Linked DNA regions of Mus musculus: all the other regions are linked to region 2. Evidence: chromatin contacts called from public Hi-C data. All regions are on one chromosome and are shown on one strand. Each heading gives the region's core, a stretch centred on a gene start, on an enhancer-like site or on the middle of the called end of the contact. The rest is flanking DNA. Distances are from core to core; before and after follow the strand shown.

The links. Hi-C and Micro-C count contacts between places; a contact is called where the count stands out from the background.
Region 1: a contact with region 2 is called in a Hi-C map of uterus, with 5 times the contacts expected there. The contact joins two enhancer-like sites. A contact is called at or near these places in 4 of 484 Hi-C or Micro-C datasets (all in uterus) and 1 of 115 datasets of contacts at active chromatin or transcription factors (fibro-adipogenic progenitors).
Region 3: a Hi-C map of uterus shows a contact between it and region 2, with 7 times the contacts expected there. The contact joins two enhancer-like sites. A contact is called at or near these places in 6 of 484 Hi-C or Micro-C datasets (cerebral cortex, liver, muscle stem cells and 2 more) and 1 of 115 datasets of contacts at active chromatin or transcription factors (heart atrium).
Region 4: a contact with region 2 is called in a Hi-C map of uterus, with 4 times the contacts expected there. The contact joins two enhancer-like sites. A contact is called at or near these places in 6 of 484 Hi-C or Micro-C datasets (nephron progenitors and uterus) and 2 of 115 datasets of contacts at active chromatin or transcription factors (fibro-adipogenic progenitors and forebrain).

The regions. Positions count from the first base shown.
Region 1 is chr6:140,379,972-140,383,437 of GRCm38.p6, forward strand. No RefSeq gene overlaps it. Among named protein-coding and RNA genes, the nearest start is that of Plekha5, 42 kb to the right of the region's middle. Within about 2 kb of position 1,385, at least 13 of the 459 cell types and tissues checked have an H3K27ac peak or open chromatin away from gene starts, as enhancers often do. A contact at or near this core is called in uterus, where this site is marked.
Region 2 is chr6:139,873,235-139,876,367 of GRCm38.p6, forward strand. It overlaps Pik3c2g (phosphatidylinositol-4-phosphate 3-kinase catalytic subunit type 2 gamma), which reads left to right. Exons shown (of 34, transcript NM_207683.3): 26 at 2,069-2,225. Among named protein-coding and RNA genes, the nearest start is that of Plcz1, 170 kb to the right of the region's middle. Within about 2 kb of position 1,772, at least 24 of the 459 cell types and tissues checked have an H3K27ac peak or open chromatin away from gene starts, as enhancers often do. A contact at or near this core is called in muscle stem cells and uterus, where this site is marked.
Region 3 is chr6:140,191,495-140,194,851 of GRCm38.p6, forward strand. No RefSeq gene overlaps it. Among named protein-coding and RNA genes, the nearest start is that of Gm30056, 92 kb to the left of the region's middle. Within about 2 kb of position 2,102, at least 45 of the 459 cell types and tissues checked have an H3K27ac peak or open chromatin away from gene starts, as enhancers often do. A contact at or near this core is called in muscle stem cells and uterus, where this site is marked.
Region 4 is chr6:140,334,407-140,337,797 of GRCm38.p6, forward strand. No RefSeq gene overlaps it. Among named protein-coding and RNA genes, the nearest start is that of Gm38917, 50 kb to the left of the region's middle. Within about 2 kb of position 2,130, at least 94 of the 459 cell types and tissues checked have an H3K27ac peak or open chromatin away from gene starts, as enhancers often do. A contact at or near this core is called in uterus, where this site is marked.

The sequences.
Region 1 (3,466 bases), core at 135-2,634, 510 kb after region 2:
GGGGCTTTATCTGCGTGACTGATAGTCACAGAATTATGGAACTGGGGCTCTGTGGTGTCAGGCACCTGTCTCTGGGAATGTGGCTCACTGTTCCGTCCCTTGTAGAGTTTTCTACTGAGTCTCCGGAGCAAGCCTCATTCAACCAAAACAGGCTGCCTTTCACAGTCCCACAAGGCATGATGGACAGACATACATGCTGGCAAAAGAACCATACACATAAAATTTAATTTACAAAGTAAAATTAGAGGTGAGTCACATGTTAATCTCAGGGCAATAATAATGAGTAGCCTTCATGCTCTTCTCGGCAGCTGACAGGTCATCCTGACCAAGTATAAAAAGAGAAATATCTGAATCGAATGACTTCGTAGATAAAAAGAATTTAACAGATTTTCACAGAGTGTTCCATCCAGATACTGAGGAATACACATTTCTTCCAGCAGCCCATGGAACTTTCTCCAAGATAGGTCATATATTAGGGCAAAACCAAGTCTTAGCAAGTAAGAAAGACTGAAATAATTCCTTGTATTCTATATGGCCACAAAGAAATTAACTAGCTAAGAAATTGAGCTTCAATGTCCATCATCTGATGCATAGATAATGAAAAATGTGGTGTGTATACACAAGGGAATTTTCCTCCACTATAAAAAAGACAACATTATGAAATTTACAAGAAAATTGAAGGAAGTAGAAAATATTATATTGTCTCAGTTAGGGTTTTATTGCCATGTAGAAGCAATGACCACAGCAACCCTTATAAAAGAAGACATTCCACTGGGGTTGGCTTATAGTTTCCGAGGTTTAGTTCATTATCTTTATGGCAGGAAGCATGGCAGCCTGCAGGCAGATACAGTGCTGGAGAAGGAGCTCAGAGTTCTACATCTTGATCTACAGGCTGCAGAACACTGTTACACTAGACATAGCTTGAGTATGTATGAGACCTCGAAGCCTGCTTCCTCCACATGTGTGTGTGTGTCCAAACATAAATAAAAGGGATTTTATACATTTTTTTTAATCATGACGGAAAAGAGTAGTGTGAGAGAGAGCTAGAACGGTGTCATGAGATCAGATCTTCTATAACCATGACTACAGGCTGAGTGACCTTGACACCTAGATCCACGGACTGACTCGGATCTAATCTCTCCTTCCAATCTCCCTCTTTCCATGGGGTGGGTGGTGGGAGGGAGGCGTGTGCTTCCATATCATCTCAGCACTGGATGTAACCACGCGGCTAATTTGACCCATGAGATGTCAGCGTAACACATGCAAAATCGAGAGCTGTGTCCTGGCAACTGGGTTTTTCATCTGTGTGTTGCTTGGAAGACCCCATGACCCGAGGCGGGAGCTCCAGCTGACCAATAAGCACATGAGCAGTAAATAACTGCTTATTGTCTTCCAGTGTCCTCAGCTGCAGGCTTGTGGGAGTCTGCCCAGAGCTGATGCAATGAGACTGAGTGGGTTTTGATGACACCAAATCACCCCTGGGATTCACTCTCACTGAGCCAGTCTCTTGCCAACCTTGTAGTGCTAGTAAACTGACTGAGAGATGGATATTTAATTCGTGTGTAATAGCAAGCCCTCCCGCCCAATTGTTTTTAAGTTGTGTTGCTTTCAGGTGGAACTCACAGGTGTGATTTATTTGGATTTATTTGGATGTAGCAATAAAGCAGCCACCTGTCTCTGTGGCGACTGCCAGAGCATTTGAAACTTTCTGCCTGTATATATTATGTATGTATTATAAACGTGGCAAAGGGCCTCTCCTCACACCGTGTATTCTGGGTTCTCGCAAGCATCATAGCATCGCAGCTGACTGACATGCCAATCATCACAGCTGACATGCCGATCACTGTGGTTGAGAAAATTTCTAAGTGACGGGAGAAGAGGAGCAGATTGCAAAAGAGGGAAATCTTCCTCAATGGCCCCTTTAGTCAGCAAACATCTGCATTTATAATACATATATTATATAGCACATATATGTATATACATATACACACATATGCATGATTACAAGATGGGGAACTCTTCCTCAATGGCCTCTTTAGTCAGCAGATATCTGCATTTATAATACATATATTATATAGCACATATATGTATACATATACACACATATGCATGATTGCAAGATGGGGAACTCTTCCTCAATGGCCTCTTTAGTCAGCAGACATCTGCATTTATAATACATATATTATATAGCACATATATGTATACATATACACACATATGCATGATTGCAAGACGGGGAACTCTTCCTCAATGGCCTCTTTAGTCAGCAGACATCTGCGTTTATAATACATATAATATATAGCACGTATATGTATACATATACACACATGTGCATAACATCTTTAAGAAAGAGATGCATGTCACTAGGCATAGTGTTCCAGAGTCTTCTAGGCTCACTAGCCTCAGGCCTCCCCTTCCCCTTGCCCATGCATTCACCTATGACCCTTTAGGGTCTTTTCTTCAATATTTGCCCAGAAACGGTGTTAGCCTCCTAGATCTACGAGGCCAGTGGTTCTCAATCTTCCAAATGTTCTGGTGATCCACCACCACCACCACCACAAAGTGATTCTGTTGCTAGTTCATAACTATAATTGTGTTAGTGTTATGAATTGTGACATAAATATATGGTGTGCATGGCTTCTGATACTGGACCACAAGGAAGTCACAACCCACAAGTTGAGAACCAGTAAACTAGAGCCAGGCACGATGATGGTACACATGAATTGTCCCAGCACTCGGAAGGTAGAGGTGGGAAGATCAGGAGTTCAGGGTCTCACTCACCTCTATATCCTAAGAGGCTAGCCGAAGATACATGAGGCTTTGTCTCAAAAATAAAGGCAGGATGGATATTTTTTTTTTCAGAATGAACTAGAATGAGAAAACCAAAAGTGTCAAAAAGTGAGAGAGAAATCAGAAGACTTTTATAGTCAACAGTTCAAGGCAGATAGAAGTACTCTACTTGTGACAGGTATTTACCAGGAAATAGTCATACTGAAAGTGTAATGTCTGACCTCCAAGGTCCATGGGGAAATAAAAATGTACTAATTCTGTATAAGAAACCTGGGAAGGCATACAGAAGAAAACTACCCCAGGAGTGCGCTGATGTTGGCCAAATTCCTAGGTGGAGCTCTAATCTCCTGTCTCTTACCACGTGATCTTATTTTCAAATAGAAAGATTAAAAATATCTGTACTCCAGCTGAGGTCATTCTAGGTTATGATTAGAATGGTCAGGAGACACGCTTACCCATGGTAAGACTGTGGCTGTGTACTTATAGATGTGGAGGTATCACCAAAACACATACAAACCAAGATGACCAAAGCTTGCCAGAAGCCCTGCAGAGTCTGGAGAGGAGGCGGGGAACAGATCAGTTCTCACAGTCCTCAGACAGAAGTAATCACTGCAGACACCTGGACATCAATCCTCCAGAACTGTGATAAAAATAAATGCCTTTCATCTAAGTTATC
Region 2 (3,133 bases), core at 522-3,021:
ACTCGTGGCCGTTTGAAGACTCACGGTAATACACAACAATGACATCTAAAATGTATCCAGTGCTTGCCATGTAGTAAGTACTTTCCTGTCCTCTAAGCTATGAGATCCTCTCAGCAATATCAATGAGCAACCGTTTCCAGCCCATTTGATAAAGAATGAAATTTCAGAATGGAGCTGGTAAGTCTCTCACCAAGGGCAAGATCTAGTGATACACAAAACCCAGACTTGAAATCTGAATCGCGGGGCCTCTGGCCCAGGCTCTGTGCTTTGAGCCTCCCCAAGCCACAGAACCCCCTGAAGTGCACAATGCGCTCTGTGGGCCTGACTCGGGCAGCTTTTCCAAGCTGGCTCTCTCATGAAGTCTAGCAGCTGAGTGTCTGGCACACATTTTAAACATGAGAAAATGAAGTCACAGCGCGTTCAAGATTAGACCCTGTGCTTTTATCTCGTGTTTCCAACATCTCTTCTCCCAGCCTTGCTGAAGCATAGCCCACAAAGTGTATCACGGGATGAGTGGGAAACCCAGCAAGGCCAATAGCAAAACCAGTGATCAAAGTTTGAGGCATCGGAGCTGGCGCCCGAGAGCTTCTGCTTGGTGTGGAACGCAACAGAGTTTATTGAATACGTTACTGTGCAAAGAAATCAAAGCCAAGGGAATGCTTTTTGTTATTCTGACCACTTTTGATAATAAGCATGTATTGTAACATATAAATTTTATTATTTCACTTTGGGACAGGACCCCACCTCTGAGACCAGGCTTACCTGGAAGTCAACATGTAGTCTAGGCTGGTCTCAAACTCATAGTCTGTGTAGCCACTGATATGCTGGGATTTGCTGGTGTGAACCACAGTGCCCAGCTTTAAATTAACATTTTAAAACAACCACACCCAAACACTGTTTTAGAAACTGCTTGGCTGGTAGCTAGAATCTACTTCTTCAAGTGTGCTTGCATGGCTTTTCCATTTGAGTCCCATACTTCAGAAAGGTCTAGTTAAGTCATATCAGTGGGAATTCTAGCTTGACAATGTTTTTATTAAAACAGCAAAGCCTTGTACCAGCAAGGAACACTATTCTATTCTAAAGGCTCCCTGAACTACCTCTCAATTTCTCCAGTTGTGATTTGATATAACCTTATGTGAACCCAGGCTGTCAAATTTAAAACATGTCATTCTATTTTAACCACAAACTGTGTCCAAATCTAGATGCTGCTAGAAGAATCTAGGTCAGGTTGGTGCAAAATCGCCCTCACTGATCTATATGCTGAAACCTCATCAGATAGAGATGTGCCTGCCCCTCCCCCTACCTGCTTCGCTTCTCCTTGAGTGGCTAAGGCTTCATCTCAGGATTAGCATGTCTAATAATTTTGGAGATGGAACCTGCTTTTCCATCCTTGGGACTCCAGGGGGCAGTGTGACTTATGAGAAAACAAGGTTAGCACTGTCCTGGTGTGCTCAGCATTTTTTTCACTGAGTCATATGTGAAATGAATTATAGCTACTTTCTAAAACTCCCTGTTCACTACACATATGACAGGGAATTGGTTACATCTGTTGCTGTTGTTTCACAAATTATCTTCTGAAAGAGATTGGCATTAAAATATCTTAACTTTTATCCAAATTCTCTTCCTAAGGAGTCACCCTTCAGAGGGAAAGAAAAGAGCTTTTAAGGCTATTTTTTAAGAACTCAAGTTCTGTTTTATCACCTCCCAGTGTGTCAGTAAATATACTGCCAGTGAGGACTTGGCAGAACTCTTACTGTACTGTTCATTGGAGCCTATCTTCTTTTAGTAGATACACTGTGTCCAAACGTAGTTGGGAATTAAACATTTGACAGAGTGTAGAGGAACATTGTAGCACAACTTACCCTTTCTCCTCCCCAGACCAGTTATTCAAAGTCTTCAATTACTAAGTTTTTCCACTGATCTGCTGCAATAACCCACACTAGACTACCAAAAAACAAAACAAAAACAAACAAACAAACTCCAGTGGAAATAAGTTGCAGTGACTTTCTGCATTAACCCTCCAAACCATGTGACCTCCTCATGGTTGTTGCTATCTTTTTATTTATAGGGACAGAGCCCCTTTCATTTTTACTTCAGAGATGGAGTACTTTATTACTGAGGGTGGAAAAAACACACAGCATTTTCAAGACTTCGTGGAGCTTTGCTGCAGAGCTTACAACATCGTCAGGAAACACAGCCAGTTGATCCTGAGCCTTCTAGAGATGGTAAGTCCCTTGGAGAGTAGAAAGCTTCCATGGTGTCTCATCCAGCTGTCTACTTCTAATGGTTTGGAGTTCCCCCACCTCCATTTTAAAACAGTTTTTAACGCAGAAAGGAGTGAGCAAGCAAACATGTTTCTTGGCAACTTACAGTTAGTTCATAGTTTTCATCTTGGAAGTCACCAAACACAGAGTTACTAGTGCATTCAGAGGGGATCCCCATGCAGAGTGGATTAGGGCTCAGAAAAAAAAAGTCATTTTTAAACTAACTTCTTTGGCTGTATTGTCCCCATTTGACTTACATATGAAGTAAACTTCATAACATAGATGAGGCAGATTCATCCTGGCTCTTTTGTCTCAATATCTGCCTTTGAACACTTGAGCGCTATTCATTCATATTAAGAAATTCAGGGTCAAGAATACAAACTCTGGAGTTGGAGAGATGGCTCAGCGGTTTAAAAGCATAAACTTCTCTTGCACAGCACCCGAGTTCAGTTCCCAGCCCTCACACCCGGCAGCTCACAAGTCCAACAACTGCCTTTAACTTCAGCTCCAGGGATATGATGCACTTGTCTGTACTCCACAGGGACCTGCATGCAAATAGGCACAAAACCACATACACACACATGCACATTTACCTCACAACGAAATAAGTCTAAACATGTCACTGATGAGTTAGTGAGCAGACTGTAGATTGATGCGTTGAGTGTCATGCATTGGTTCTGCTGAGCTTTGGGTCCGGAAGGATTCAGTGTTTTCTCCCAATGTCCATAGCAAAGAGATGAGAAATAGTCATGTGGTAAAAGGAAAGAAGTGGCCAATAGAAATATCTTTTGGAAAATGATATAATGATTTCTTTAAGTGCATACATCCATTGTAACAATTACATCCATCCACAGGAGAGTAGCATACCA
Region 3 (3,357 bases), core at 852-3,351, 320 kb after region 2:
TCACAAACAACTTTTTTGAAACAGGGACGCCATTCCTGGAACAGGCAGTACAGAATCATTTGTAGTTAAGGTCACAGGTAGGGCACAGCCCAGTTCTCCAGAATGAGCGGTTTAATCATAAACAGGAATGAATCTGGTTTGTCTTTACAGTGGCTTTTAAGCCTAAGATGGAGACACCATAATTCCTCATAAGCAGCCCTGAAGGTTGCTTGCTTATGGCTGTCCCCGGCAAGAGTTGGCCATTACTCAGTGTTAATGCTGATGGAGAGATGTTTTCATAGAACCAGCTTTTCTAGAGCATTTGTTTGAACTGCCCCCCACTCCCCCCGTGTACACATGGAGTCTCAGAGACTCTGCAAAGGGTCTTATTGTCACATAAGCATATATGAAGGCCTGCCTGTCAAGTCACCCTCCTCCCATGTTATGAGAATTTGATGGAAATGACTCTATTTCTTTGCAGGAGTGGTTGTGCGGTCCTACACTGCCAACCAAGGCTATCCTTGAACTCATAGAAACTCCACTGCTTCAAACTTCCAAGTGGAAGAAATAAAGGCTTGCCTGGACCATGGTGCCCAGCTAAGTGACTCTATTTTAATTCTAATACATAAAGGTTTTTTTTATTTATTTAAGTTTATTTTGAGTCTGTGTATGAGTGGTCACCACTGTAAGATGTCAGAGTACAACTTGCAGAAACTGGTCCTCTCTGCTTACCCTGTGCATCTGGAAGATCCAACTCATGTCACCAGATTTCGGAGACAAGAACCTTTAACCATTGAGCCATCTCACTGCCTTAAGAGGGAAGTTAAATAAAATGATGTTATACAAAAATATCCCTGGAATCAGAAGGTCCAAATACCTTATGAATAAATTATGCCGTCCAGAGAACTTTAGGGTGGCTCATTTGTACAGACCGTGCCAAAGCTGGCTATAGGAGGATTATGAGAAATTAACCAAAGAAACATTTTTGATCAAAAGGAAAGAAAGTGAGGTTCATCAGAGAGTCTGGAGGTCTGGCAAAGCCAGGGCACTGGAGAATAGGAGGCGAGCAGAGGTCTAACTACATCTACAGCGTAAGACTGAGGGATCCATGTGGAAGAGGCCGGAGGAATATTTAAGAGCCAGAGAAGCAGAGAGTTTACCGTGAGACTGTGTCTCTGAAAAAAAGTCAGAGAAGCTACGCATATGCAATCTCACAGAAATGGCTGCCTACGTGTGACGTAAGCAAGGGCAACACCTACAGACGCGGTAACCGGGAAAGGAGAAAATTCATGAGACCTTGGCCCGACACAAAGAACTACAGGAAATTAAGAAATGCCACGGGTGGGAGACGCCGTCGTCCTCAGGGGTGAGCGCATCAACTGGGTACCCAACACCCAATGGCCAGCCCTGAAACCGACAGAGAGGCAACATTATGTAGACTGAGCAGGTTGTATTTATATATTTAGGAATACATATTTATGCAACAACAATTAAAGTAAATAGGTCATAAATTTGAGGTGAACAGGGAGGGTTTGTGGGCGGGGCTGGAAGAGGAAAGGGAAGTGGATAAATGATGCAATTACATTATGATCTCAAAAAACCATTCACAAATTATAATTTCAAAATGTACAAGACTAGAGTTGAGAGGTCCAGGGATGAAAGCTCCCTCTGGGGCCAGCACTACAGGAAGGCCCCCCTCCCAGCTGTCTAAGGACCAGTCAGCAGGGAGGACCAGCAAGATTTAAATGAGACTCAATGGGAAGCTAAGAGTAGTCTTTGCATTGTGGCAGCACTTGGGGATGTTTTTCAAATGCAGACTATCTGTCCACCCACCACCACCCCACCTCCCCTCCCCCTCCTGCCAAACATTTGTTCCTTAAGTCTCTAGATTCTGAGCCAGTCTCTGTGACTAACTACTCAAGGGCTGACACCCCGGAGAAAAATGTTGACTCTCAACCAGGCTTAGTCCCACACAGGGGGAGAAAGGGACCATAGTTAAATTTGCTTGAAGCCTGAACGGTCCTTCCAGGAGCTTCTCACAGATTCCAGGAAGCCGGAGCCAGCAACTGAGGTAATGCGGAGCTCTGAAGAGGCGGGTTTCCTTGCCAGTAGAGAGAGAAAGACCATAAGGCTCTCCAGGGGCAGCAGGCGCCAGTGTGCAGCCAGCAGGAACGAGAAGCAGCTGAGCTGCAGCAGCCAGGCAGTCAGGAAATCTGTCTGCCAGGGTCCTGTGTGTGTCCCCTTTGCTCCAGCTGTGGCCTCAGATACCATCTCAGTCTGACCTGGTTTGGACTCCCAAGTTCTGGCCTTTGGGTTTGCCTGTTTCCATGACAACCTATTTTCTGCTTCAGCCATACTCGATCACTGGCTGCGGCATCTGGAGTCATCTATGGTACCCCACCCTATGGCTCCCACTCATCACAGTCCCTGAGGTCCAGGCTGAGAATGGGCCACCCCACATCTGGTTTCCAGACTCCACTCCTTCGTGCCTACACACAGCCTTTGCTTCTGCCTAAGGGTGCAAACTGCTCCCTTCCTCAACAGGGTGAACCTTCTGATGTTACAGCTTTCTACAGGATGTGATGAAGAACCAGTCGCAATGCTCAGCCATTAGAAGCATAGCCTTTGAACTCAAATCTCAACTGCTCATCAATAAGGGAGTTACCTTATCTTTCCACACCCAAGTTCCAAATCAGTTATTGACCACAAACACTAAGTTATAAAGGTATAAAAAGCTCACACTGCATCATCGCAGGATTATCATATAGCCAAGTGTCTTTCCAGGGAAAGTAATTTGTATCCAAATACTCCCATTAACAAAGTATTCCATGTAAACTCTTAAAGTCTAACCTACCCTTAATGCCAAGAGGCCCAAGTCTTCTGGGAAATTTTCATGCTTTTCCTCTAATAAATTCACTGGGCTCCTGGCCCAGTCTGATTTCTGTTGTCACAAAGCATCTAACCAAGAACAAGTGTCTAAACCACGCCTTCTTGCAAGCTGCTGCATGTGGAGTCATCTGTGGTACCCCACACTATGGTTTTAACTTGTCAAGATCCCAAGACCTGGGCTCCAGCTGTCCCGCCCACACCTGGTTTCCAGTGTCTAGTCCCTCATGTCCACTTGCAAGTGCCTGCTTCTCCCTATGGGTGCAATCTGTCCCCTTCCTAAATAGCAGCTTCCAAATCATAGTCCATCATTGAGGGAAGTCAGGACAGAAACTGAACCAGAAATCATGGTGTGATGCTGCTTGCCTGCTCCCACACTGGCTCATGCTAGCTTTCCTATACAGCTAGGGCCAGCTGCTCAGGAAACTTAATGGCACAGCCTGCCCTCGTTCATCAATTAACAACCAAGACAATCCCCTACACATATGCCTA
Region 4 (3,391 bases), core at 880-3,379, 460 kb after region 2:
AGCCATCTTAGGGGCCTGCTTGGTGACCTAACACTTCTTCTACAAGTTGTCTTAGTCACTGTGTTTTGTCACAGCAATGGAAAAGCCAGGGAAAACAACGTGTGTTCATAAACTTGCCCTTGCAGACACTTAAGGAAGATCAACCGGAGACCAGTTGCCTTAGTTACTTTGAAGTCTGCTGTGGCAATGTTCCTGATAAAAGCATCTTGGGAAGAGATGGACCGGGAGAGGAGGGGAGGGGAAAGGGAAGGGAGGGTTGGAGAGGGGAAGGGAAGGGAAGAGAACCGAGGGGGAGGGGAGGGAGGGAAGGAGGAGGGAAGGGAGGGGAACAGAGGGGAAGGAGAGGGAGGGGAAGGAAGGGAAGGGAACAGAGGAGAAGGGGAGGGAGGGGGAGGAGAGGGACGGGAGGGAAAGGAAGGGAACAGAGGGGAAGGAGGGGAGAAGGAGGCAAGGGAAGGAAGGGAAGGGAAGGGAAAGGAGAAGGAGGGGAGGGGAAGGAAGAAAAGAGAAGAGAAGGAAAAGGAAGGAAAAGGAAGGGTTTCTCTGAGGTCATTTTGAGGGTTCAGCTCATCACGATGGGGAAGTCATAATGACAGGAGCATGGCCACAGTAGTGTTCACAGTCAGGGAGGAGAAGGGCTGGGGGCCGGGGCTCAGCCCACTTGCTTACCCCTTAGGATTCAGTTGAGGACTGCAGCTCATAAGCCTCTGTGCTGACCACAGTGTGCACTTAACCCTGCCTACCCCAGTCTATCCAGTCTAGGAAACCACTCACAGCCACGTCCAAAAGTAACTCTCGTAAGTGATTCCGAATCCAACCAAGCTGACAGTGAAGATTAATCATAGTCATGTCTTTGATGAAGAAAAACACAGTAAGTTCAACCACTCCAAAGCAGCAATAAACTGAACAGCTTTTCCAGGTTAGATCAAGTAGGACAAGTGTGACAGCAACTAAGGACTTTCCTTGTCCACACTTCTGTGTGTGTCCTAGGAAGTGTCCCCATGGTGCTGTCCCTCAGTGTAGCTCTCCAGCCTCTTCTAGGTTGGAGCTGCCCAGTTCAAACATCACTGTCTGTACAAATAAGCTCTCTATAATGCTATGGTGTCTCCATTTGGTTTTGAACACAGACGTCACACGCGGCCTCCCTCTTCACGGAGACTTCCGAGGCTTGCTTGGGCCATTCGCACACAAGGATCCTGGTTGTGTCTGTCTTGATTCCACCTGCCTTTCATTTCTCCATCTGTTTGATATGGTCTAGGGGTCTTGAACTCATACAGTATAGGGGTTGCCTAGATCCGGTTTGTTTTCTCTGCCGGTTAAAGAATTAAAAGGCAGGAAAACATCTGAAACACAGCAGAGAGATCTCAGGCACCAGAGCAGAATCCACGCTTAATAGGAGGCATTTATTGTGGGTGAGGAGACATGTACATAGCAGATATACAGAGGAAAGAAAAACAACAACAACAACAAACTCTGCAAAGCAGACCAGACTTAGAAAGCCAAACCCAAGTCTCTTCCTGAGGGCTGGGGCTTTCAAAGCTCCCGAAGAGTCTTCCTCCCATAATTTAGGGCTGGTCAGTTTGAAGACAGGATGGATGGTTGGTTAGTGAGACAGACTTGTCCTGATCTGGCCCGGAATCCATTGAGCCAATCCCCCTCGGGACTGCTGGTGGGGGACGATCTCAAATCAGAAGGTTAAGGAAGAAGCCATCTTGGAAATTCAGTACTTCTAGCTTTGGCCTCTGTCCCTGTCTACCTATCAGCAAGTCTATCTATCTTCCGGTCTCTCACACTGAGTCTCCCTTCCAGCAGGAGAAGGGAGAGATTTCCCTATTTCTAACCAAAACCTCAGCTCCTCAAAAAGGACACAGAAATGTTTCCCGTCTTCGCCTCTATCCAATAGAATTATCCTTCACAAGGCGCTGAACTAAGTTAATGTTTTTCTTTAGCAGAACAAGGACTTGAGGTTTAACTCTCAGGAAAAGCTAGTAGGCCAGAGAATAGGTACCAGGGAAGGTTAGAGGCAGGAAGGGGAGGGGCGAGTCTCAGGCGCAGCTTTAACCTCGGGCTCTGTTTTGCAGAAACAATTAATCAAAAGCACACTGAGCGCCCATTTCCCTGTGATTACTATTCACTCAGCCACGAGGCTGCATTCCAGGATGATCTTGAATGGAGATATTGTACGAGCCCAGTGCGGGGAGAGACTGGTTGCTATCAACTTTGACCACAACAGATGTAAAATAACGGACTCCAATATTCTTCGGGAAACTTGTGAGTTCCTTTTCCTGGAAACTAGAAAAGGACCACTGTTTTCATCGCCGTGGTTTCCTTTGCTCAGGGGTTGTTGGGTTTCTCTTTAGCCTGGTCTAAAGAGAAAAGCTTTCTCCTGGGCGACTATTAGCAAAGCAAAGGAAAGCCAGGTCTCTGGAGCAGCCTAAAGGAATCCTCTGGCCGTGCCTGCTATAGGTTAGCCTTTGTGCCTGCCTCCTAGGGTGAATGCATTCAAACCCAAGCTCTTGCAAAGATTAGGGGGGAGATACTGAGTCTAATGAGGAATCTTAAAGCAGCTTGAATTCAAACACTTGAGAAGAACTTTAAAAGAGGAAAAAAATTAAATATTAAAAAAGATGGAGTGGTTCCCTTAAACAAATAAGCTACTTTATTAAGAATCTGCCTTAATAAAATGGTTGACAGCTTCCTCTCCTCTCCTAGGCTCTGGCACCAGCAACAAAGAAGAGGCCAGGTTTGCACAGCTGTTGCCTTAAGAACTGAATAACAAAAGACTGAAACTTTAACCCAACTTGGAAGGGGAGTGGGAGAGACAGAAAATCACTAACACTAAGGAAGCAAAGAGAGTGTCAGAAATCTTTGCAGAGTTGGGAAAAGGGTTCCCCCCCACCCCAGCGCCAACTTCTGTGCTTCTGGAGGGAGTTGGGGGCTCTGGAAGTGCCCATCAGAACAGCTGCTGGAGGGAGGGGAGGAGGGGGGAGGGACGGAGGGAGGAGAAACTGGGGGTCTGGGGTTGGGGGCGGGTGGGGGACCTATTTCTTCAGAGCTCTGAAGCAAGAGAGCAGTTTGGTTCTTGCTTTGAATGCCGGGCTAGGGTCAAGTGAAGGATAACTTAAGGCGTTTGCCTGCTCCCCTCTCTCCTAACTTCTGGAGTCCATCTTATTATGAACCTTCCTTGTGGGAGAAGGGTGGCTCTGAGCAAGGTGGGAGAGAGGTGCCGATCCTCCCACTGCAAATGATTTTCCGGGATTAAAAAAAAAAGTAATAAATCTGCTTTTAAAAAGAGGGAAGAGGAAGGGAGGAGGGAGAGAGGGGGGGAGAAAGGAAGGGAAGAAGGGAGAGAGGGAGGAAGGGAGAAAGAGAGGGAGGGAGGGGGGAGGCA